Linked DNA regions of Mus musculus: regions 2, 3, 4, 5, 6 and 7 are each linked to region 1. Evidence: chromatin contacts called from public Hi-C, HiChIP or PLAC-seq and promoter capture Hi-C data. All regions are on one chromosome and are shown on one strand. Each heading gives the region's core, a stretch centred on a gene start, on an enhancer-like site or on the middle of the called end of the contact. The rest is flanking DNA. Distances are from core to core; before and after follow the strand shown.

The links. Promoter capture Hi-C pulls out the DNA fragments that hold promoters and counts their contacts. A called contact is a pair of places that touch in the nucleus more often than the background predicts. HiChIP or PLAC-seq counts read pairs in DNA pulled down with a chosen protein or histone mark.
Region 2: a contact with region 1 is called in an H3K27ac HiChIP or PLAC-seq map of acute myeloid leukemia, with 11 times the contacts expected there. The contact joins the enhancer-like site here to the promoter of Snrpb in region 1. A contact is called at or near these places in 3 of 39 promoter capture datasets (the HPC-7 cell line and liver), 1 of 484 Hi-C or Micro-C datasets (muscle stem cells) and 2 of 115 datasets of contacts at active chromatin or transcription factors (acute myeloid leukemia and astrocytes).
Region 3: a Hi-C map of brain shows a contact between it and region 1, with 5 times the contacts expected there. The contact joins the promoter of Ckap2l here to the promoter of Snrpb in region 1. A contact is called at or near these places in 4 of 484 Hi-C or Micro-C datasets (Th1 cells, brain, embryonic stem cells and 1 more) and 4 of 115 datasets of contacts at active chromatin or transcription factors (astrocytes, embryonic forebrain, embryonic stem cells and 1 more).
Region 4: an H3K27ac HiChIP or PLAC-seq map of acute myeloid leukemia shows a contact between it and region 1, with 5 times the contacts expected there. The contact joins the enhancer-like site here to the promoter of Snrpb in region 1. A contact is called at or near these places in 7 of 39 promoter capture datasets (the HPC-7 cell line, cranial neural crest, embryonic stem cells and 3 more), 5 of 484 Hi-C or Micro-C datasets (the HPC-7 cell line, cortical neurons, palatal mesenchyme and 1 more), 10 of 115 datasets of contacts at active chromatin or transcription factors (acute myeloid leukemia, astrocytes, embryonic forebrain and 6 more) and 1 of 9 other capture datasets (embryonic stem cells).
Region 5: an H3K27ac HiChIP or PLAC-seq map of extraembryonic endoderm stem cells shows a contact between it and region 1, with 4 times the contacts expected there. The contact joins the promoter of 4930402H24Rik here to the promoter of Snrpb in region 1. A contact is called at or near these places in 1 of 39 promoter capture datasets (erythroid cells) and 1 of 115 datasets of contacts at active chromatin or transcription factors (extraembryonic endoderm stem cells).
Region 6: a promoter capture Hi-C map of liver shows a contact between it and region 1, with 2.2 times the contacts expected there. The contact joins the promoter of F830045P16Rik here to the promoter of Snrpb in region 1. A contact is called at or near these places in 7 of 39 promoter capture datasets (the 3T3-L1 cell line, embryonic stem cells, frontonasal cranial neural crest and 3 more) and 3 of 115 datasets of contacts at active chromatin or transcription factors (astrocytes, embryonic forebrain and embryonic stem cells).
Region 7: a contact with region 1 is called in an H3K4me3 HiChIP or PLAC-seq map of neural tube, with 3 times the contacts expected there. The contact joins the enhancer-like site here to the promoter of Snrpb in region 1. A contact is called at or near these places in 2 of 39 promoter capture datasets (cranial neural crest and stem cell-derived epiblast-like cells), 4 of 115 datasets of contacts at active chromatin or transcription factors (embryonic stem cells, extraembryonic endoderm stem cells and neural tube) and 1 of 9 other capture datasets (embryonic stem cells).

Annotation. Positions count from the first base shown.
Region 1 is chr2:130,177,743-130,180,758 of GRCm38.p6, reverse strand. It overlaps Snrpb (small nuclear ribonucleoprotein B), which reads left to right and starts at 1,395. Exons shown (of 7, transcript NM_009225.2): 1 at 1,395-1,525. The coding sequence starts at 1,523.
Region 2 is chr2:129,184,833-129,187,848 of GRCm38.p6, reverse strand. All of the region lies in intron 1 of Gm39932 (a long non-coding RNA gene), which reads right to left. Among named protein-coding and RNA genes, the nearest start is that of Gm39932, 3.7 kb to the right of the region's middle. Within about 2 kb of position 1,623, at least 64 of the 459 cell types and tissues checked have an H3K27ac peak or open chromatin away from gene starts, as enhancers often do. A contact at or near this core is called in the HPC-7 cell line and acute myeloid leukemia, where this site is marked.
Region 3 is chr2:129,295,624-129,298,639 of GRCm38.p6, reverse strand. Ckap2l (cytoskeleton associated protein 2-like) reads left to right here and starts at 1,428. Exons shown (of 9, transcript NM_181589.3): 1 at 1,428-1,535; 2 at 2,260-2,326. The coding sequence starts at 1,499. It overlaps Gm14023 (predicted gene 14023), which reads right to left and starts at 1,270. Exons shown (of 5, transcript NR_040371.1): 1 at 1,238-1,270.
Region 4 is chr2:129,488,411-129,491,426 of GRCm38.p6, reverse strand. All of the region lies in intron 1 of F830045P16Rik (RIKEN cDNA F830045P16 gene), which reads left to right. Among named protein-coding and RNA genes, the nearest start is that of Gm14040, 26 kb to the left of the region's middle. Within about 2 kb of position 1,441, at least 85 of the 459 cell types and tissues checked have an H3K27ac peak or open chromatin away from gene starts, as enhancers often do. A contact at or near this core is called in the HPC-7 cell line, acute myeloid leukemia, hematopoietic stem and progenitor cells and 2 more, where this site is marked.
Region 5 is chr2:130,838,725-130,841,740 of GRCm38.p6, reverse strand. 4930402H24Rik (RIKEN cDNA 4930402H24 gene) reads left to right here and starts at 1,596. Exons shown (of 37, transcript NM_029432.2): 1 at 1,596-1,777. The coding sequence starts at 1,695.
Region 6 is chr2:129,534,967-129,537,982 of GRCm38.p6, reverse strand. F830045P16Rik (RIKEN cDNA F830045P16 gene) reads left to right here and starts at 1,381. Exons shown (of 7, transcript NM_177653.3): 1 at 1,381-1,614. The coding sequence starts at 1,521.
Region 7 is chr2:129,572,994-129,576,009 of GRCm38.p6, reverse strand. No RefSeq gene overlaps it. Among named protein-coding and RNA genes, the nearest start is that of Gm14041, 7.4 kb to the right of the region's middle. Within about 2 kb of position 1,514, at least 103 of the 459 cell types and tissues checked have an H3K27ac peak or open chromatin away from gene starts, as enhancers often do. A contact at or near this core is called in neural tube, where this site is marked.

The sequences.
Region 1 (3,016 bases), core at 146-2,645:
GCTGGCCTCGAACTCACAGTGATCAGCCTGTCTCTGCCTCCTGAGTGCTGGTGTTAAAGGCCACCACTGCCTGACTAAATCCCGTTTTTGTTTTTGTTGTTTTGTTTTTTCAATAATTTTCTTTTATTCACTTTATATCTGGATCATAGCCCTTGCTCCCTCTTCTATTCCCAAATCCCGCCCTTACAAATCCCCCCCCCCGCCCCCACCATTGCCTCCATCCCATACCACTGTTGGTCCCAAGGGGGATTCCAATCTCATTCAGATGGGAAACTAAATAGTCATTGGAGGTGGATGGACAGAGGGAACTGGGTAGGGGAGGAAGGGGTGAGGAAGGGAATGGGTGGGGGTGGGGGTGTGATGTGGTGGGGAGGAGTTGGGGTTTTTCTCTGGTGGCTAGCTGGAGCCTGGGGCTGGGGAGGATACCTATGGAGGTGACTCTAGCTGAGATTCCTACCAGAGGGGGATATAGAGACTGAAGTAGCCACCTCCTGTAGCCAGGCCGGACTCCGAGAGGCGGGAAGGGGACATCAATCCAAACTTCGACCCAAAATTTGTCTTGCTTAAATCCCGGTTTTTAAAGTCAATTCAAGGGTGCCAAAATACACTTGCGTTAAGTGAAAAGGATATGCATATCGTAAGCGTGCTTATGTAGAAAAAAAATTAGCATATTGTGACTTGGGGAGTTACTCCGAGTCTGGGAAGGCATGCCCTTCCAATAATAAGGGGACTACGGTTTAGTATGTCAGATAGCAATCAATATTTGAAAACAAGCAAAAAGGAAGCGCGAAGAGCCTGAGAAAGTTGCATTTTTTTTTTTTTTTCCTAGAAAGAATGGTCAGGAAAGTCCTCACCAGGACTGTCATTTCTGTTTAAATCCTGGAGGTAAGGGCATGAGGGTGTGCATATACCTGCGAGTCTAGCGCTCCTGGTGAGACAAAAGCAAATGCAAAGAGGGAAGAACATAGAGAGAAGCTAGAGAAGTGGCTTCCTAGAGTGAGTTCACAAGAGCGCTGGGTGAGAACTGGATGGGAGTGGGGTCTGGGACATCGGCGTGTAAACCAAGCACTCCAGCGGAGACTTTAGCTGGGGAGGTGTCTGTCCTCCAAGGATGTTTGCCGCCCAAGTATGGTGTACGCCAGCATCTGGTACTAAGAACGCGGTGGGTAGGAGGATCCGAAGCTCAAGACCCAGTGAGACCCGGTCTAAAGCAAAACAAAACGAGGAGGAAAACTCCAATAAAATCAACAAAGGGGGGGAAAAATCCACCCAAAACAAAACAAAACAAAACAAAACCACCACACAATCCGTCAGCTGATGCTAATGCTCCGCCCCCTAATTGCGTTCCAGAGACCGGAACTCCAGGTCCGAGGCCGGACCGGAAGTAGCTTCACTAGCGGCGGCATTTTGCAGGCAGCATTTCCGTTAGCGGCGGCGGCGGGAATCCAGCGGCTGGCTGGCTGGCGACTAGGCCTCTGTGGCAGAGAATCCGGCGGGAATCTGAGCCATCCGAGCCGCCACCATGGTGAGAAGGCGCGGGCTGGCTGTAGGGCGCTCGGGGGTGCGGAACGGGGCGGTAGCTGGCGGCGTCCGTGGGCTGGAGCCGAGCCGAGCCGCCCGTGGCGGAGGAGGTCGGGGTGGAAGCCGCTTCATCCCAGCGCCAAAGGCCTGGACTTGCCGTGAGGCTGCGACCGGGTAGAGGGGAAGGCCGACCGGGGTACAGAGGCCGATGCGCGGCCGTCAAACGTCGTGTCCCGGAGCCACGGCGGTTTCGGCCCCGCGGCCTCCGTAGCTTTAAACTTGGGCGTCAGTGTGTGCCCGGGCTTTTGGAGCTGGCGCAGGCCTCGGGCCGACCGGGCAGCGCCGGGCGAGGCGGAGGAGTAGCGGAGGTCACGGCCCGAAACCGGAGTCGAGCAGCGGAGGGAGCGGGAGGCTGGAGGAGAGGGTTTGCCAGCAGAGCGCGCGCGACCTTGCTTCTCGTATTTTGATGTTGGGCTGTGTCGGGCGCCGGGGCTGCACCCTAAAGTAAGTTCTGTCTTCACTTGGGCCAGTTTCTGGCCAGGCAGTCCTAATATAGCTACAATATAACTAATATCGCAGTGGTAGCTCAGCGTTAGGCAAAAGTAACGGCAGTGGGAGGAACGAGAACGTTTTCTCCAGGAGGTGACTCCCAAATGATTGTTTCGGGGCACCCGGCTCCCCCATGGGAGGGAGGGTTAGCAATCTGGAAAACTGAGAGAGCAAAGCAGTCGATGGCACGAACTTTCCAGGAGTCTGGTTGCTGAAGGCCCAGTCTTGCTTTATCCTGTTGGTAGTGAACGATCGCTGCAAGATTTTTCCCAGGCTTAATGAACTTAAGTTCTTAAAGGTCAGCCAGGGAAAGTGGTCTTTGCTTGAAATCTCAGTTTGTTATAATTTCTGTACTCAAAATCCTAATTTTATTTAGTTTTGGCTACAGACCACATGTAATAAATACCTCGAATCTCTCCAAAAGATTACTCTAGTTGCGTGGCTGAAGAAACCCGAGGTGCTCAAACAGGATATTGCTTTTCTTTTTTCTTTTTTTCCAAGAGTTGACTGAGGCAAGTCCTTACATAATCTTCAGCCGGAGTAGCCTATTTTACCAGTAAAAATGAATGACACTGGGTCCAATTTTGAGGATCAAATGAAATACACAATCCCTTTCAAGGGCCTGGATATACAGGGAGTATCCAATAAGGTATATTAGCTGTTACTAGGCAAAGGGACCGATGTATGCTGATCCCCGTGAACAGTTATGTAAGGGGATTAAGCAGAAAACACAATCTGGATCTTTAGGTTAGGATGGGGTAATGCTTACGGGAGTGAACAGCACTTGCAGTTCCTGGCAGAGATGATACTTGGGTGGTTGGGGGTGGCATAACGCCAGTTAGATGCGGGTGGGGGGGCATGTTTCTGAGAGAGACAGGTACTTCTGTTTACCTTGGGATGTGTAGAGGCTCCCCCTTTATTTTTGCAAAGCTATATTGGAAGCCAG
Region 2 (3,016 bases), core at 374-2,873, 990 kb after region 1:
ATAGCAAGAAAGAGAAACTCCAAATTTTATATTTTAAAAAAATACAGTCTCAAAACCAGCCACACTTAACAGGGCACTTCCTAGTAATCTCAACCTTCTACTCTCCAAGTAAGAGGAGAGTAAGACCCAGGATTCTGGTCCTACAGATCCTGATGGTGAGTCCAATGTTCCAAAGTATCCACCTACAGTTACACACACACACACACACACACACACACACTCACATGCTGATATTTATATTTTCTAATAATGTATAGTTTTTCTTTTTTTTCTTTTCTTTTTCTTTTTTCTTTTTTTTTTTTTTTTTTTTTTTTTTTGGTTTTTTGGTTTTTTGGGTTTTTTTGGTTTTTTGAGACAGGGTTTCTCTGTGCAGCCCTGGCTGTCCTGGAACTCACTCTGTAGACCAGGCTGGCCTCGAACTCAGAAATCCACCTGCCTCTGCCTCCCAAGTGCTGGGATTAAAGGCATGTGCCACCATGCCTGGCTTGTTTTTCATTTTTTAACCAAATGAATTCATACCATGGAATTATGTAACTTGTTCTTTGTTCTGTTACCACTATTCCTTTGCAGTCTTCCTGATTATTTTCTTGGATTATCTGTATAATAATAGTCTACTACAAAGTGTGTGTATGTGTGTGTGTGTCTGTCTGTCTGTCTGTCTGTCTATCGGTCCTTGTGTAACTATTTTAGGTGGGTCATAGGCTGTGTGAATGTTTTCATTATATAATAGTGTGGCAACTTAGACACCTACCCAACACACACAAGAAAACACCTAGGTCAAGGCTAAGGGTGTTTTCAGGTCTCTCTCAGATCACATGCGGCCACCCACATCTCCCTTTCCAGTGCCAGGCTCTCTCTCTAACTCTCCGTTTTATTGAAATCTTTTGATTATTATTCTCATCCAAGCAGCTTTCCCTGTGCCTTCCCCTTCCAGCCTAGACCTGTCCTTTCTCACAAGCCTGTCTCTCCCTGCTTTTCACTACCCCTGCTTCTGTAGACCAAGGTTGCTTTCTTTTTTCCTCTCCCTCACCCGGCCCTCTTCCTAGCCTGTCTTCTCCCAAACAGCCTCCCACAGGCCAGCTGATGAGAGCCTCCTTCCCCCAGCCATGTGGGGTGTATGTTTGCTTATTCAGTGAGATCATCCTCGCCTTCACCTCCTTGCTTGTTGACATCCCAACCTCCACAGAGCCTGCCGTTGGCATGGCGCTTGTTATGGGGTCAGCGTGGGTAACCAAACTCTGAAGAGACAAGGTTTTGCTGCCAACAACTCTGAGTCTGTAGTTACAGACTCAGGCTGGCTCAAGAATCTTGCTGCCAATGAATAGCTCAAGATGAAGCCAGCTCTTGCCCTCACCTCCTGGTGGTTACCCACTTTCACTTCCTGTCACCCTTGGGCATCTAACCCCAGGCCATCCAGACACACCAGCAGTTCTAATGGTGCCCTGGGATGGGGGTACAGGGGGAGATAAATGGAGAAGGAGAAAGGAGTAGCATCTGGTTGGTGCTCAGGGTCCCAGCCTTGAGCTAAGAACACTTTCAGTGCTCTTGGTCCATCCTGCTGCCTGCTGGCTTCCTCTGCCTGCAGGAATAAAGACCAGCGCCTAAGGGACCCGGGGCTAGCAGATTTGACACAGGCTAAGGGAATGAGGAAGCTGCAGATTGTTGTGAATTCCAAGATTAGCATCTCCAGCTAATGGTGCCCCCCCCTCAACCCCCACAATCCCAGGGCACCATTAGAACTGCTGACCAGTAAAGTGTCTGGATGGCCCAGGGTGAGATGCCCAAGGGTGACAGGAAGTGAAAGTGGGTAACACCAGGGCATGGGAGTGGGATGGAGGTGTCTCTTAGCTCCTCTCACTCTTAATTGTCTTCTTTGTTCCCAGAAAAAGGCCAGGACTACTCACTCTCACTGTCATCTATGTCACCTCTAAACGTCTCTCAGTGGCCTGTGCTCTGACTGTAACACCTTTGTACCACAGGTTCGCTGATAGTAGTTCCTACCCACTGGACTTCCTGCCTCTCCACTGGCTTCCTGCCTCTCCATCTCCATGTCACCTTCCACGCCCAAACACTTCAGCCTTTTTATAAGACTTCCTAAGTATGGAGTTCCCTGTATGAGTGTGTGAGTATGCGAGTGTGTGTGTGTGTGTGTATGTATGTGTATGTATGTGTGTGCTTGTCTGTGTGTCTGTGTGCATGCGCGCGCACACACAGGCCTGAAACTCACCGATTCCCTGAAGCAGGCTAGCCAGCGAAGCCCCGGAGATGCTGATCATATCTCTGCTTTCCCTGCGCTGGGATTGCATGTACATACCATCATGCACCCCCCACTCCCCACTCGCGGTGCTGGGGAGTGAACTCAGGTCCTCACATTTTACCCACAGAGCTATCTCTCTAGCCCAAGTGAGGCTCCTTTTTAACACAGTCTCCAATGGTTTCTGTGTACTCTCTACCTATCTGAGGCCACAGCAGCCTCCTTTGCCAGCCCTCATTGTCTCTCCTCAGTCTCCTTGTAGAATCTCACCTAATCTGTGTGCACTGAAATCACTAGGCCCGTTTCCACTAAACCTGTACCTTCTTCCCCACCAACTTGAATTCAAGCTATGTAGCTCTTCCAACAACTGCAGCACAGTCACCCCAAAAGTCTCAGTGACTCAGAGCAGCAGTGGAGTGAGAATTCTGGATTCGTTAAGAAAACACAAATATTACAAGAATGTGTTTTCATTCTAATTCCAGGTGTGGGACATAGGACTGCTTCAGATTGTCCACAGCAGCTGACTATGATTTGCCTCATGTTCTAGCAGAAGTGTGTTTTTGCAGCTGCACATAGTTTCTGCAAATGCATGACATTTGGAATTTTGGGGACTTTTCAGAGGATATATACATGCCAGAGCCCCACAAGTAGGGGCTGATTGGCTGCTTGGTGGTTGTCTGTGGTTTGTTAAGTAGTCATGCACAAAGAAGAAACAACTGCAAGAAAAAATTAGATATTCTGAAGACGAAGATCAAATTTGCC
Region 3 (3,016 bases), core at 179-2,678, 880 kb after region 1:
CATAGCCCCGATAAGACGTGTTGAGCTTTGGTGGTATCCAAGCTTTTGTCTGTCTGCAGTAAGTAGCCATGTGTTACATCTCCTCAGGGAAAGTCTTGTCACACAAGTGGATGTCGGGATGTCAGACCCTATGGAGCTAGAGTTACAGGCAGATGTGTTATGTAATATGGGTGCTGGGAACCAACTCTGGTGGCCTGCCAGAGCACTGCATGCTCCTTACCCCAGCCATCTCAGCGCTTTTTATCATATTAAAAAACAAAAACAAAAGCAAAAACTTTTGTGATTTTTTTTTTATTCTCCTTCACTCACCTGATAATGTTTAGGTATGCCAGTGATAACCTTTTCCTTCTCTTTCCTTCATGATTTTTTTTTTCTTTCTAGCAGGCCTTTGTTAGCATTTTAACTTTACCTTGTAGATGTTTTTCTGTTTAAATAAACTATTATGTTTCCATGTTTTATTTCCATTCTTAAATTTATATAATTCTGTTCTTTACATTTTCTATTAGGAAATCTTTGTTATTCTTTTAAAAACTCTTCTAACCCCTTGCCCTTTTCTCTTCCCACCATAACATCCTTCTCCAATAAATATCTTTTACGAGATTTGCTGCCTCATATGACTTTCGCGTTGGAAGAAGCCAAGAAGCAATTGACAGAGGAAGGGAAGAAACAAAGAAGTGGAGCGGGGCAGAGGCTCCTGAGCTCCTGGGCTGAGCTGGAGATACCCTCCCCTGGGAACTGCACTGCCTCAGCTGACGAGGCTTCCTCTCAAAGCTGTGTGGTTCCCCGGCTCTGATGTCTCAGGGTGTCCTTCCACAGGAATACCTTCTGACCCTCAGAGCTCTGTGGTTTCTGGGTTTCCGAGTCTCAGGGTGCCTTTCCAAGGGGACACTGTCCCACCTCAGAGCTGTGTGGCTCCTGAGCTCCTGTGTCTTAGGATGCCCTTCCCTTGAGACACTTTTGACAGATTGCGCCATTTTGACAGCTCCCGCGAGCTGCTCAGGGACTACACGGAGTTATGTTGTTTCTGTCCGGTATTCGGCTACAAGAATGAGAACAATAACTGATACGGACCATTTTCGTTTGGCATGCTATTATTTGCAGCCAAAGCCAGCCTAACTGATAGCACAGAGACTTAGGCTCCGGCTTGTTTCTCCCCGTTTCTTCAACTGTCACAACCGTCCTTAACCCAAATTTGGCTACAATTAGAGCCACTCCTCCGCCAGCCAGCATCACCCACCAGCTCCCACCTCAGAGGCACCGCTGCGGAAGTGACCTAGCCATAGGGCGGGCCTTCTCAGAAACTCTCCAATCGCAGAGCCTCAGGGGAGGTCCCCAGTGGGAATCGCCGAATGTCCATTTCCTGTTATCCCGCCCTCTCCGTCTTTTTATTGGCGAATTTCAAAGTCGCGGAAGCCAATAGGAGCGTCCAGACGGGCGCCCGGTTCTCGTACTAGAACAAGGCGCGCCCTTTGAAGGAAGAAACTGTCGCCGTAGAGCCATGGTGGGGCCCGGCCCCACTGCCAGCGCAGCCGCGGGTAAGTGTGGTCGGCAGCCTCCAGAAGCTGCCAGGCCTCCCCCGCCTGCTTCAGTCTCCCCCGAGCTCAGTTAGGTTAAGGACGCTGGACCCGGGCCACGGCGAGGAGCGGCGCGCTCCGTTGCCGCAGGGGGACACCCCTGCATTGCTAGTTATGGCCAGAACTTTGACAGCAGTCAGGTGGCAGGTTCGGCCCCAGTCCGAGTCTCTGCAGGTTCACTGATAAAATGTGCGCTGTCTGGAGGTTGATTGATAAACTGTGGGCTGAGGCTTAAGGATGCTGTGAACCCTGGCCTCCGAGGGACCTGGAGCCCTTTCTACCTCTCCAGTATGCCCCTCCCCCGTGTCACCTTTGAGATGCACACTCTGTCCTCACTTATGGGCCTGCGGTTCTGCGCACCGTCCTAGGCACACAATTTGTAACTCAAGGGTTAAAAAAAAAAGTCTTGATTCCAAATCCTGGCTTTGCTGCACATTAGTGGGTAAATTTAAGCCTGTCACTTCATCTGAGTTTCAAACAGCCAAATACCTCATAGGATTGATGGTTAGTGTAAACAGCTTAGTAAAGAGCTTGGCACCAGGCTGATACCGTTGGTATTGAAAGCAAGCATAACAGGACTGGTGACTTTATCAAAGCCAAAATAGCTACAGGGAAGTATCATATTTAAAGATATAAAGGGTTTTCTGTAATGTTTTTGGTGTTTGCTCGTGTCCATGTTTTACAGAAGAACGGTGGCAGAAGCTCCAGGAGTACCTGGCAGCCAAGGGAAAGCTAAAGGACCCCAACGCCAAGTGAGTTTACCTTCCCATAGTTACACTGGCTTTGTTGCCCCGGTTGCTAACAGCAATGAACGGACCAGCCCTTCTGTTTCCAGTCTGTTTGACTTGCATCATGGTGAATCCTGTAATAACAAAAGGAGCATTTCAGTCCTTGATTTCAGGCATGACTTAAAAAACAAAACAAAACAAAAAACCAGCAACCCCTAGGCAGTGCTGTCTATTGGCAGAAATTTAAGCATTTTTTTTCCTAACAGTCTCCAAAGGAAGGAAGGCTCTACACTACACTGTTACCCACATCTCTGGAAGCTCTTCTGGTTCCTTCTTTCTCCTGGGAAAGTTGGTTCCCAGCAGCGCAGATTTTGATCAAGAAACTGGAGGGCATTTCTATGGTGTGTGCTTACGAAGACAGGAGAGTTGGTTATGGTCAGTCCACAACAGTGGCATGCCAGCGTCCTCCCAACTTGTCCTTTGGTGTTCCCTGGGCATGTATTTGAGGTGGACAGAACATCCTTTGCTTTTCTCAGCACTGTACCATCTTTGCCCTGTTATTTCTCTCTCTTGCTTAGCAGGGTGTATTTGCCTCCCACTTGAGTAGCTCGGTTGGTGTGTGTATGCCAGAGGGGGATTTTGGGTGTCTTGCTCTAACGCTGTCCACCTTATTCCCATAAGACCGGATTGCTCACTGAACCCGAAGCTCACTGC
Region 4 (3,016 bases), core at 192-2,691, 690 kb after region 1:
AGGAAAGCCTCAGCAACAAGGTAGATACATTTGCCAGCAATGAAGGAAGGTAGACAAAAGGCAAAAGCTTCCTTCCTCCATGACCTTTTATATGGACTGCGACCAGAAGGTGTGGCCCAGATTTTGTGGGTCTTGCCACTCCAAATGAGCCAATCAAGGACCCCTCACAGGCGCGCCTGGCTGCTTGGGTTTTGGATGACTCTGGATGCAGTCAACTTGAAAATCAAGATGAGCCACCACACCGAGGATACTACAAATCTCTTTTGTCTTTAGCATCATAGTCAGGATCCCTCCCCTAGCCCCAAGCCATTTGGCTGGTGACATCCAGCTGATGATACGCCTGAAAGATTAGCCCTGGTATAATTGATAAGCCTTTGTTCATTATTTTATGTTTTTATTTATCATCGACCACAAAAGATATAGCCTACTTGAATTTTGTAACTATTTGTTTACAGTCTTAAACGAATTTGGAATTCCTCTGGGGATTCCCATAGAGTCAATGCAGATACTAAAGGACCCAGATATTGTCCTCTTATCCCTGGACTTAGCTTTACTAGGAGGAGGGGAGTGGAAGGCCAGGGTAAAGGGTGCAGCCAATGAGGCAGTGTGCAGGTCCCACCAGTCTGGTTGTAGGCTTGAATAAAAAGTTCCATGGCCCATAGAGCCACCATATTTTAGCTTGTGAGATGAGCACAGAATACTTATCACATGTCCCTTGTTAGTTTGAGACATTCATAGTGTGGATACAGGCTCCAAGCGTCCCCCATTAGACAAAAGAATCCATCCCCCTGTTGTGTGAGACTTGAGAAGTAGCTCGTCTTCCCTATTAAGGAGGGGTGTTCATTGGTGGCTCTGCTTATAAAGTTGGGAACAGGAGCAAAAGATTCTGGCAAGTCTCGCTTTCCCATATTCTGCAACATTCATCAACTAACACTCAATTGCTACAGTGGGCTCTGTGCCCCATCCAAGGGAAAGAGTACTGTTTTCGTCAGGGGATGTTCTTATGTGCAAGCAACACGTATTGTAAAGTCAATCAATTTTATCAAAGTCTTTAATTCTCCATATCGAATTCTTTGCATACATAAAAAAGTAAAACCAAAGTGAATTCTATCAGCATTAAGTCCTTTATATAATATGGTTTTGTGTGGTTTGTTGTAAGTGCTGGCCCATGGTCTAATCCTGTAGTAATAGGAATTACAAACCTAGAAACCATTTCTTTTAGAAGCAGGGCCACCTCCTATGAGTAGAAAAGATTTCTATCCAGCCTGAGAAACTACACAGACAAGCAAGCATTTGTAACCCCTGATTTAGGGAAGTTCTGTAAAGTCAACAACCAATTTTTTTTTAATTGGGTTTTTCCAAAATTCTGCATTTGAGGAGGGCCCTAAGTCACTGTCATGGGTTATCCTGGGCACTGGGTCACACTGTCCACATGCTCATTGGGTATCCTGGCAAGTTAGGGAACATAAAAATGTGAGCCTAATATAGTTTCCAGAGCTGTCTGGCTGATGTGAGCTCCCTTATGGAACTGTTTAACCAACTCGGGGCAATGGCCTCAAGGATGGCTATCATTTCTCGTCAAATGCTCAATAGTCCCTGTTTTCAGTCTTAAACAGCCATTTCTTTTTGTAATTGGGGTCCCATTTACTTAATAGGCTGGGAATCAATGAGGTTAGTCACAAAGGAAGTTCTTCTACCACTACCTCCTCCCCCCTACATTTTGGGGAAGTTGCTACTTCTGTTTCTTTCTGCTCTGTGGTTGCCCCAGGCAGTAGCAATATTTCCCTTTTGCATGTAGCAGAAGACAGATAATTTTACCACATTATCAGTAGCAACTGGGAGGGGGAAGGTCTTTGTCTCTGAAGATCTAGCACATTGCCATCTGTATATATATTCGTTTTTATTACACCCCCCCTTTCAGTGGTAAGCTACATATCTCTCACATACTTGTTTAGCAATGGTGTAGACCCCATATGATTATAACATCTATATTGCATCAAATGTAGCCTGAGGTCCCTGCTGATTTCTTTTTTTGTTGTTTTGTTTTTGTTGATATTGCTGGTTTTTGTTTGTTGGTTGGTTTCTGTTTGTTGTTGTTGTTTTGAGGCATGATTTCTCTGTGTATCCCTAGCTGTGCTGAAACTTGTTCTGTAGACCACGCTGGCCTCAAACTCACAGAGAGCCACTTGCTTCTGCCTCTCAAGTGCTGGCAGAGCACTTGGGCATGTACCTCCATGCTGACCATAGGCACAACTTTTTAAGTTAGTTTTTGTTACCATGAATAGATCATTATCACCTTAGGAATCTTAATAAACTTTAATGATTAATTGTATCATCCTTAAGTCCTGTCTTAGTTAAGGTTATTATTGCTGTGATGAAACACCATGACCAAAGCAACTTGGGAAGGAAAGGGTTTATTTGACTTATACTTCCATATCACTATTCATCTTTGAAGGAAGTCAGGATAGGAACTTAAACAGGGCAGGAACCAGGAGGCAGGAGCTATGGAGGGTAGTGCTGACTAGCTTTCTCTTCATGGCTTGCTCAGCCTTCTTTCTAATAGAACCAGGGTGATCAGCCCAGGAATGGCCCTACCCACACTGGGCTGGGCCCTCCCATATCAATAACTAATTAAGAAAATTTCATACAGTCTCGCTTATAGACAGACCAATCTTATGGAGGTATTTTATCAACTGAGATTCCTTCCTCTTCAATAACCCTAGTTTGTGTCAAGATGACATAAAACTAGCCAGAACAATGGATCCTTTGTCAATTTGACACACAAACACATCACTTTTAAGCAACAACCTTTCCTCTCTTGTCCATCTCCAAGATTTCACGTGAATATCAACATTACAATATAAACATCCCACAGTCTTTAAAAACTCAAACACTTAAAAATTCAGTCACTTTAAAATATTCAGGCTCTTTTAAAATCCAAAATCTTCGTAAAATCCCCAATCCTTTTTAAAAGTTCAAAGTCTCTCGACTGTGAGCTTCTTTAAAATCACATTCT
Region 5 (3,016 bases), core at 347-2,846, 660 kb before region 1:
CTCAAATTATTAAACACAGACTTTCAGTATAATCAAGCAGTACACTTCTAGGAGTATACTACATATACAGGAGAATTAAAAACATGTCTACACAAAAACTTTCGGTATTTGGTCATATTGGCATTAAGCTAAGGCACAGAAAGTGTGGAAAAAAGCTTCTATATTCATTAACTGATAAATGAATACAAAAGATGTGATATCTGCATACCACGACATTGGCCAAGCAACCAAAGGCACACAATTTTGTTCTGTGCTACAAATTGTAGTAGCCTTCCATCTGGACATGATGATGCAGGCCTGTAATCTCAGAATTTAGGAGGTTGAAGCAAGAGTTCAAGGGTTCAAGTTCAGGGGTTCAAGGTCAGCCTAGGCTACATAAAACATACCAAATGGAGGAGGAAGGAAGAAGGTGAATATCACATTTGCTTGTAGAGAAAAGATGTATTCTCAAAGCTGATTAACAGAGCTGGAGATGTATATAATGACTGGGTGCGTAAAAGCTCGAGGTGTTTCAATAAATTGACTGTTTAGCAATTTACAGTCTCCTGGCTGTTAACAGTGGTCTACAGAACAAAGCAGCTAAGAAAGGCTCTTTCATTCGGAAGCCTGGTCATTGCGCTGCTGATTGGGCTGCTGTCAATGATTAGCTGGGTTTCAGAAGCTGTTGATAACTGGCTGATTTGGAAGCCCCTGAAGAGAGGCTGTCTCTGATTGGCTGATTTTCAGATACTGTGTTGGTTACCTCTAAACAATGGTTACACATTCACGAGTTGGGTCTGAAGGCAAAATTTTATTTTCCTTTAAGTATAAAAATAAGCATTTTAGTTCCTTCTCTTTTTCAAACCTGCAAGAGATACCTTGGGGATTGTTAAAATCTTTATGAGTGGAAGAAGGATTTTTTTCAGCCAGTACTATTTATAAATAATTCAAAGGCTGATCATTGTAGCAGGGAAACTAGTCTTGTGGTGTTATAATTTACCATGAAAAGATGAATTTAGGACACGTAGGACATCTTGACAAGGTCGATATGTGATGCTAAAGTAGACCTTGTATATAGTAAGCAACTCTCCACTTTATGCAGGAAGGAACTTGGGCTCTGAGATTTTTTCTGGCCCACCGACCCACAGCTGGAAACAATTCTATCCAGACTCTGAACTGCAAAGGCAGGCGTCTCCTGGGATACTGTGAGCACACTGATGCCAGTGCTCTCAACAGGCCGCATCGCTAAGGGGCCGAACGTTCCAAGGATGGATAGGCAACTGATGTGAAACAGATAACTGTAGCCAGGCAGCGGTCCAGGACACCTAGAGATAAAGCCAAATACAGACCAGAAGAAGCCTAGCCCGGCCCTCGCGGGAGCGAGACCCCGCCCCGGGCGCGTCCGCGAGCGTGGCTGTAGCTCCCGCAGAACCCTCACCGCACTGAGAGACCTTAGGGCCCGGAGGTGTGGTGTCCCGGAGCCTGCGCCTGGCGGCCCGCACCCCAAGTCCGTCTGGCTCCTCCGCAGCACGGTGCGGCGCTGGGCCGGACTCACACTGACGCCCCCGCTGCGCGCGCTCCCGCCCCGCCCCCGCGTGCCCGCGCGCGCCGACCCCGCCCCCTTGGCGCACCCTCGCTCCGCCCTGCCGCTGGCCCGCAGCGGTGCCGGCCCCAGCGACCCTCCGCGGCCCCCAGGTCCTACGCCGCCAGCCTCCATGGACTCGTTCGACCCCCAGCAGCTGGGGCTGTCCCCCGCGCGCTTCGCTGGCACCTTTGGCAGTGGGGCGGCCTCCGTCAGGTATGCCGCGTCGAGACAGCCGAGGGTGGCCCGGGATGCGCCTTGGGGCGGCTACGCCTCGGGCGGCAGGGCGTGGTCTGATATGGCTTCCTTGCGGAGGATTGTTTCAAACGGCTCTGAGAAGAACGTTTGCCCAGGGACAGGCGGCCTTCTGGAGGGACCCTGCTATGTCTGTAGCTCGACAACCCACTGCGGTTTCCGGGAAGACCCCATTGTGACATCCCCACCCCATGGACCGGTTTTCCCTTAAACCTTCCCCACCGACAGCCCACCGCTAGAGGCCCTGTGTTCACGCGAGTGGAGCTCCCGAAACTGCCGCGTAAACCCCTTTGCTCCTAGGTGTCCAGACCCTTTGCCCCAGACTGCCGCTCGATTATAGAGTTTCCAGTCCCCTGCGTGTACAGGGAACTCCGCTCACCTGTCCCTGGCCACTGCATCCAACCCCTTTCCCTTGGGGAGCACCTGTTTCAGGGGCTTGAAGGTCATTGGGGGCGCAGGAAGAAAAAGGAAACTGGATGGAGAGGGAAAAGGAGGCTCGGAACCCCCCAGAGCGGCTGACACTAGGTTCGTGATAAGGAGTGCGGGTGGACTGGAAGGGGAGTTGATATTAGGGAGTGCTGCCCTGCCCTTTTCCATACAGAAGATCTGTTTCCAATTTCTGCTCTCTGTCTTTGGGGCTGACCTTGATAGCCGTCCGGGCTTTGTTTGTGAAGGAGCTAGTATGCGGCTGCCAGAGAAACGCGGAGGTTGGAGTGGTGGAGGTGTTGCAGTAGGAGCCTATAAGAAAGGGAAGGGAGGAGTCATTGGGGTTTGGGTACTGCTAACCTGTCATTAAACCAGAAGAGGCCTTTTTTGTTTGCTTACTTGCAGCCATTTGGCAAAGCAATATGCTATTGTTCCCTTGAGTGGGGGTTGTCAACTAATATTAGAATAGCTTATCCTATTTTCTGTCTTTTTTTTTTTTTTTAATTGAGACCGGGTCTCACTGTAGACCAGGCTGACCTTGAACCCGAAAAGATCCACCTGCCTCTGCCTCCTGAATGCTGAGTCTGTGCCACCGTGTCTGGCCGGCTTTTTCTGTGTTCTTGATTGAGTGTTGTATTGTGTTCTCTCTCTCTCTCTCTCTCTCTCTCCTCTCTCATGTCTGTCTCTCTCTTCTCTCTCTCTCTGTCTGTGTGTGTGTGTTTCTTTCTAGTATTGAGGGTCAAATCCCAATACATTGCTTTTGCTGGACAAGTG
Region 6 (3,016 bases), core at 132-2,631, 640 kb after region 1:
GCTGCATCACTATGGGCCCATTTCTATGACCTGCTTGGTCTTGAGTCTGGACCTCCCCTGGCCCAATAAGGTGCTTTTGATTCAGAAGCATCTTAATTTTGGCTAAAGACCACGTGGTTTTCTCCCTGGCCCTCTTTGTCCCCTTCTTTCTTCAGCATCTATCCCAGATGTCTACAGAAGTCACGGCAATGATCTGAGTTGTGGGGAGCCCTAGAAGGATATGGAAAGACAGAGGACTATGAACTCAGAGTCCATATTCCTAGCCTACTGATCCAGGGTCACCTCGCAATCACCATGCCCTGAGCTGAAACCCCTGTTGGGGGCCCTCATCTATCAGCTGCCGACTGACTTCTCTTTCCTCTTACTGTGAACGAGGGTCCTGACGAGTGCTTTGTGGTCTCCTGTAGCCCTGTCTTCCTTTGTGACTAATCCTTCTATTAAACCCTAATCAAATTGCCTGACGCAGGCCTGGCTGCTCCTGCAGGGCCGGCTGCTCCTGCTGCTTTGAACCATAAGGTCCAGGTTAGAATTCTGATCAGGTCTCCCCCCTGGTGAAATCACAGCACCTCACAAAGCCCCTGGGTTTCTCTTTGTGGAGACTAGAGCAGTAACGACATCCAGAAGAGGACATCTTTCAACTGCAGTGCAAACCAGTGGGTTCAGGAACTAAGTCATTTTCTGTTAATTATTACGGTTCCCTCCCTGGAGCCTCACACAGTCCCCAGCATGTATATGTCTGGAAAAAAAAATCTGTGGCAATTACAAAGGAATAAATAAGCAGCAAAAAGGCTGTAAACAATGACCAGGGGCTTATCCACCACCACCACCACCACCACCACACACACACACACACACACACACACACACATGCTTCACTTCAGCTGCACAAAGCAGCTTTTGTTTGAAAGTCCTCATCCCTGGCAAAGCAGGTGGGTGTGAATGTCTATATTTATTAAAACATATTTAGCTTCTATTTCTCTTTACCACCCTTCCACTGCATCCTTGAGAGGCAGCAAAGAATGATGGAAGTATTACTTAGCCATGTTCAACTCCTAGCTTTGCTGCCCATGACTTTTTTGGTCTTCATTTTTCTACTCAATAAACCAGAGCTAGTGATTTATACCTTGTCAAGAGCCCAGGGGAGAAGTCTGAATCAGCCCACTGAGGGTCATCCACTGAGGCTGGTCACAGCCCCCGAGTTGAACCTGGACCATTTGGAAAGACATTGTGACTGGGACATCAGTTCCCTGAAGGGCTCAGGAAGCCCCTGGCTGGTGGCCTGCACTTTTCCTCCAGTTGAAAGGTGCCATCAGACCAGCCGTTCCCAGCCTGTGGTGTGGGCAGACAAGTCTCATGTCCTCTGGTTGTCCCAGTTTCTGTAGACAACAGGCAACTGTCCCTGAGCTGCAGCATCGTCCCCAGGTTTCTGCAGCTGCCATGGGGCATTCAGGCCTGCTGGGATTAGTAACTGGATCATAGCTTGAGAGCCAAGGCCCTAAATATAGGGCTGCCTGTGCCTGATGCAGAAGACCTTGGCACCAGCTGCTCTGCCTTATGTCACAGACAGGGAAACTGAGGCCCAGAAAAGGAGATGGATTTTTCTACTCTTGTTTGGTAAGCGAATAATGACCAGACCTAAATTTCTCACATCAAAGGCTCACTCATCTGCTCAGTCCTTCCCTGACTTAAAGCTTATTTTCCTCACTCTGTCCACTCTCCCTGGCCCACCCTGAACTATATGTCCCAGTTGATGACACTCTTACCTGATCATCCTCCATCCAGTCTACTCTCATACAACAGGAGACTTTCTTGAAAATGCAAATTAAATCACGCCACCCCTGGAATACTCTTGCAGCTTCTGTGTCATCCAGAATGAATGTAAGATTATCTCGGGGGTAATCTTTTTGTACACTGTGTAAAGTTTGTCTTTGTGTTATGCAAATGTTGGTTTCTGTGCCGCCAGAGAGGAGAATACTGGCCAGACTTTGGTATTATTATTTTTATGGATCATCACTTGTGTTGGAAACATTTACCCTTCTCGCCTTCTAATTGGTTTACTAAAGATCTAATGGCCAGTAGCTGAGGCAGGAAAGAATAGATGGAACTTCTGGACAGAGAGAGGGTCTTTGGGAAAGAATCAAGAGGTGGGGGATTCACCAGTGTGACACGGAGGTGGAAGGAACAGGTGTGGAGGTTGAGTGAGAAGTAATGGGCCGTGTGGCAGGATGTGAGCTGGAATTAGTCGGGTTAGAGTTAGCTAGGAGATAACCTGCTACAGAGCCTAAGCTTTCTTAAATAATAAGTCTCTGTGTCATTATTCAGGAGCTGGCGGCTCCAAGAAAGTCTGGCAATAATTGGTGTCCAATGTGAGGGTATGTATATCCAAGCTTAGGGCCTCAGAAAAGTCTCCAGAGGAAAGCATGGAAGATGTTTCCCTAGCAACAGAGCCATGCGGGAGGCCATTGGAGAGGAGCCCCAGACACAGCTACCACAAGTTCTCCCAAGCATGGCACAGCAGGTAGGCACATTACTGACCTGCTGGGCTGAGCTCCTGTGGTGTAGAGGTGTCACCACCCCCTCCAGACTGCTGCTTAGGTGGGAGGTTGGGCTGCTGTGGGCCGGAATGGACAGAGGTCAGAGGTGCTGGCCCAGTTGGTGAACCTTGGGAATGCTCAACAGCCTAAGGACTGCTGCTGCTGCTGCTGCTTGGGCAGGCAGACAGTGGTTGCAGCCAGAGTTGGGTGGGAAACAAAGACGTGAACTGGCCGCTGAAAAGTGGGTGGGATAGGTCCCAGAGCACAGAAGCCTCAGTTTCTCTGGCTGTTGTGGGTGCAGAGTGGTGGAACTGCCCCTTCTCTATGAGCAGAGCAACTGGGGGCGGAGCCAGTGGTTATCATCCCATGCTAAGTGGAGCTGAAAAAGGAGTGACTGCAGGCAGCAGAAGCCAAGCCCAGGAGTGAATGAGAAACTGGAGTCCTGAGCACAGATGAGCCTCTGATGGGCCAATGTATGTTTT
Region 7 (3,016 bases), core at 265-2,764, 600 kb after region 1:
TACAAGTGAGAATCCTTGGTTTCCTCCTGCATCATTCCTAGGGTCTGGCCCCGCTGTTCCTTTGTGGCATCCATCATGTTTGTAATCACTTGTTTAACATCTGCCTGCTTCTCTTGGCTGCATGTCCTTATCTCAGCTGGCCTCGTGTGTTCCTGGGTCCCCAGCACTGAGCCGTCTGCTTGGAGCATAATGTTTTTAAGGAAAACAAACAGCCTGGCTGGCGGAAGGAACACGGGAACACATACATGGATGCTCTTTGGAGCGGCTTGACTCAGTGACTCCTAAAGGATCTGTTTCTGACCTAGGCTTGTTGGCCACAGAGCCAGTGTGATCTTGGGCACACTTTCTCTGTAAATTGAGGGGGTAAATGAGATAAGCGGGGGGCGTAGAACTGGAGCATCTCAGGAGCCCTGGAGGAACCTGGGCAGCAGGATTTGGGGGCAAGGGAACCATATCAGGAAACGCAAGAAGGTAGCAAGATACACAAGGGGTTCGGAGACTCCAGGTATTGGATGGACGGGAGCTCGTGATGTGTGGTGGGATCTATATGTGCTATGGCTGTGTGTGTTGAATTCAAGTGTGTGACATATTACTGTAGATAGGGAGGTGTGTGCTAGGAAGCGAAGGCACAGAGAGGGTAACCTTTTCACTGATCTTCTTGGGGTGGGTAGTTTCAGTTCCTGTCACTTTGAATATCTATGCCCCTTGGTCTCTGCCTTTCCAACCCTCACAGGGAACTAAGTGGGCCAGATGCTGGGTGATTTGTGGCAAAAAAAAAAAAAAAGAAGAAGAAGAAGAAGATACAATTTTTGCCTCTCAGGAAAGACCCTCATAAATCCAGAGATAATACCAGGAGGAGCGGGGCAGGACAGAGATGCTAAAGGCCTCCAAGGTCAAGCTATTGGGCTTGGACTTAGGCCTCCTGAAGTGGGAAGTCTAGCGAAGCCTTCAGATGATCCTGACTATGGCGTTGCAGATGGAGTGATACCGAGAGCGAGAGCTCCTCACAGAAACCGAGCTTTTTTTGTGGGCAGTCTAACTCAGCACCTGTGTGCATGCTGCGTCTGAGTGTGTATGGTAGTGTGTGTGTTAAGGGTGGACCCACTGCCTCCGCGAGAGGGAATTCAATCATTGCAATCGTTGCCGGTCCTCCGTGGCACAGGGTCGCTCAGCAAGCTGGCACTGGAATATTTTGAGCTTGCGGTAATGAAAGAAAGCTCACAGCAATTTGGCCCATCTTCAGTCTTGAAAGCCGCAGCGCGACATTCAGTCATCGGAGGCTGGGATTATCCAACGCTAATGGGGGCTGCTGCTCTCAGGCCGGTGAGGGAAAGGAGGGCTCAGAGAGGTTAAGTGACTTGCCCAGCATCACAGGATGGGTAATGGGAGGGCAAAGTCCGAGGCGCAGTTTGGCCTCTTCCCCTCCCCCAAGGCAACCCGGCTCCCCAGAATGGATCTTTGCTGAGTTTCCTGAGCGCTGGTTTCCATAGCAGCAGGCCATTCCTGCACAATAGATTCCTCCTCTTCCCTGGGCTTCCTGGCTGTGGAGGCTGCAGGGGCGGGGATGCTCCATCGTAGGGGACTGTTGGGTGCAGGCTTCCAGGAGTGAAAAGGGCCACTTGGGCGGCTTGGGGGCCTCCAGCCCTCACAGAAACCCCACCTCCGTCCCACACCGTGTTCAGGGTTTCTATTTCCACTCCGGAGTTGGGTGTTCTTCAGGTAATGAGCGGAGAGTAAAAAAATGAATAGAAAGTCAACCGGGAAGGACAGACAAAAGCAATTATACAAAAACTAAGACAGGACAAAAGATATGTTTGTTTGCAGATAAATCATTTCACTTTTGCAACCTTGGGAGGGAGGTTCTGCCCCCTCCCCTTACAGAGGAGGAAACTGAGAGTGATGGGTGCTTCACAGAGTACAATCCAAGAGCCAGCCCCTCTCCCATAGGAAGGCATGGTTTAAAATGCAGATTCCCTGACCACGCCCTCACCTATAGAATTCAACTCTCAAGTGACAGCACTTAGGGAGTTCTCCAGGAGAAATTTTAAGAGGGCAAGGGTAGAAATGGCCAGCCTGGGCTTAGCTTGGGTTTATGCATCAGGTAAATGCAGAGCTAGGGTTTAGGACCCAGATGGGAGCGTGAAAGGGGGAGAAATTGGCAAAGAGAGGATTTTCAAAGCAAGACATATGTTCCAGAAGAGACGGCAACAAGAAAAAAAAAAAGTAAGGGAGCCAGAGAAGCAGAGTCAGTGGGCAGAGGTGCCCTGGGCCAAGAGGAGGGGTCTGTGGGGTAATTAGGGCAAGCTTTCAGTGAAGGTGGATGCCCACAGCTCCTCTCTAATCCCTGTGGTGGCTTCTCCAGGGTCTAAGCTTCTTTTTTTCTGGAGGAGGAAACTGAAGAGGCACCAGATTAGCTTTGAACCTTGCAGGCTGCTCCAGAGAGTGTCACCTTTAATCACTAGGCTGCTTTTCAGGGAAAAGGCTCAAGGGCTCAGACCACATTCAAAGTTTGTCTCCATCACTTTCTACCTGTGTAATCCCAAGTACCAGCGTGCCTCAGTTTGCTTACCTGCAAAATGGTGCTCCAAGTGGCTTCTCAGGGGCTCGCCCAAGAGGTGCTCCAAGGGGCTTCTCAGAGGCTCGCCCAAGGGGGCCCAAGGAACACGCATAGAGCAGAATCTAGTGTTGGAGAGCCAGGAAGCACCTAGAACGGGATACTGAATGTTCTCAAATGGGGGAGGGGCTGTTAGCACCTTTTGCCCTGGACTGACTGGGACAAGGGGGAGGAGAGGCCACCAGTGGATTCTGCTAAGCCGAATATTCCATGGGACAGACCCAGTGATCAACTCTTGTCTACATCTGCTGCTGTAAGCCACCAAACTTCTCTAGGAATTCTCTATCCTGAGACTCACAGGAGTTCACTCCTAAGTGTCTTTGGCACAGATGCTGCCACAACGCACGGAGCGTTCTCATGAATGCTGGACATCTGCCCGGTGGCCTTCCCATGTGGCATGGG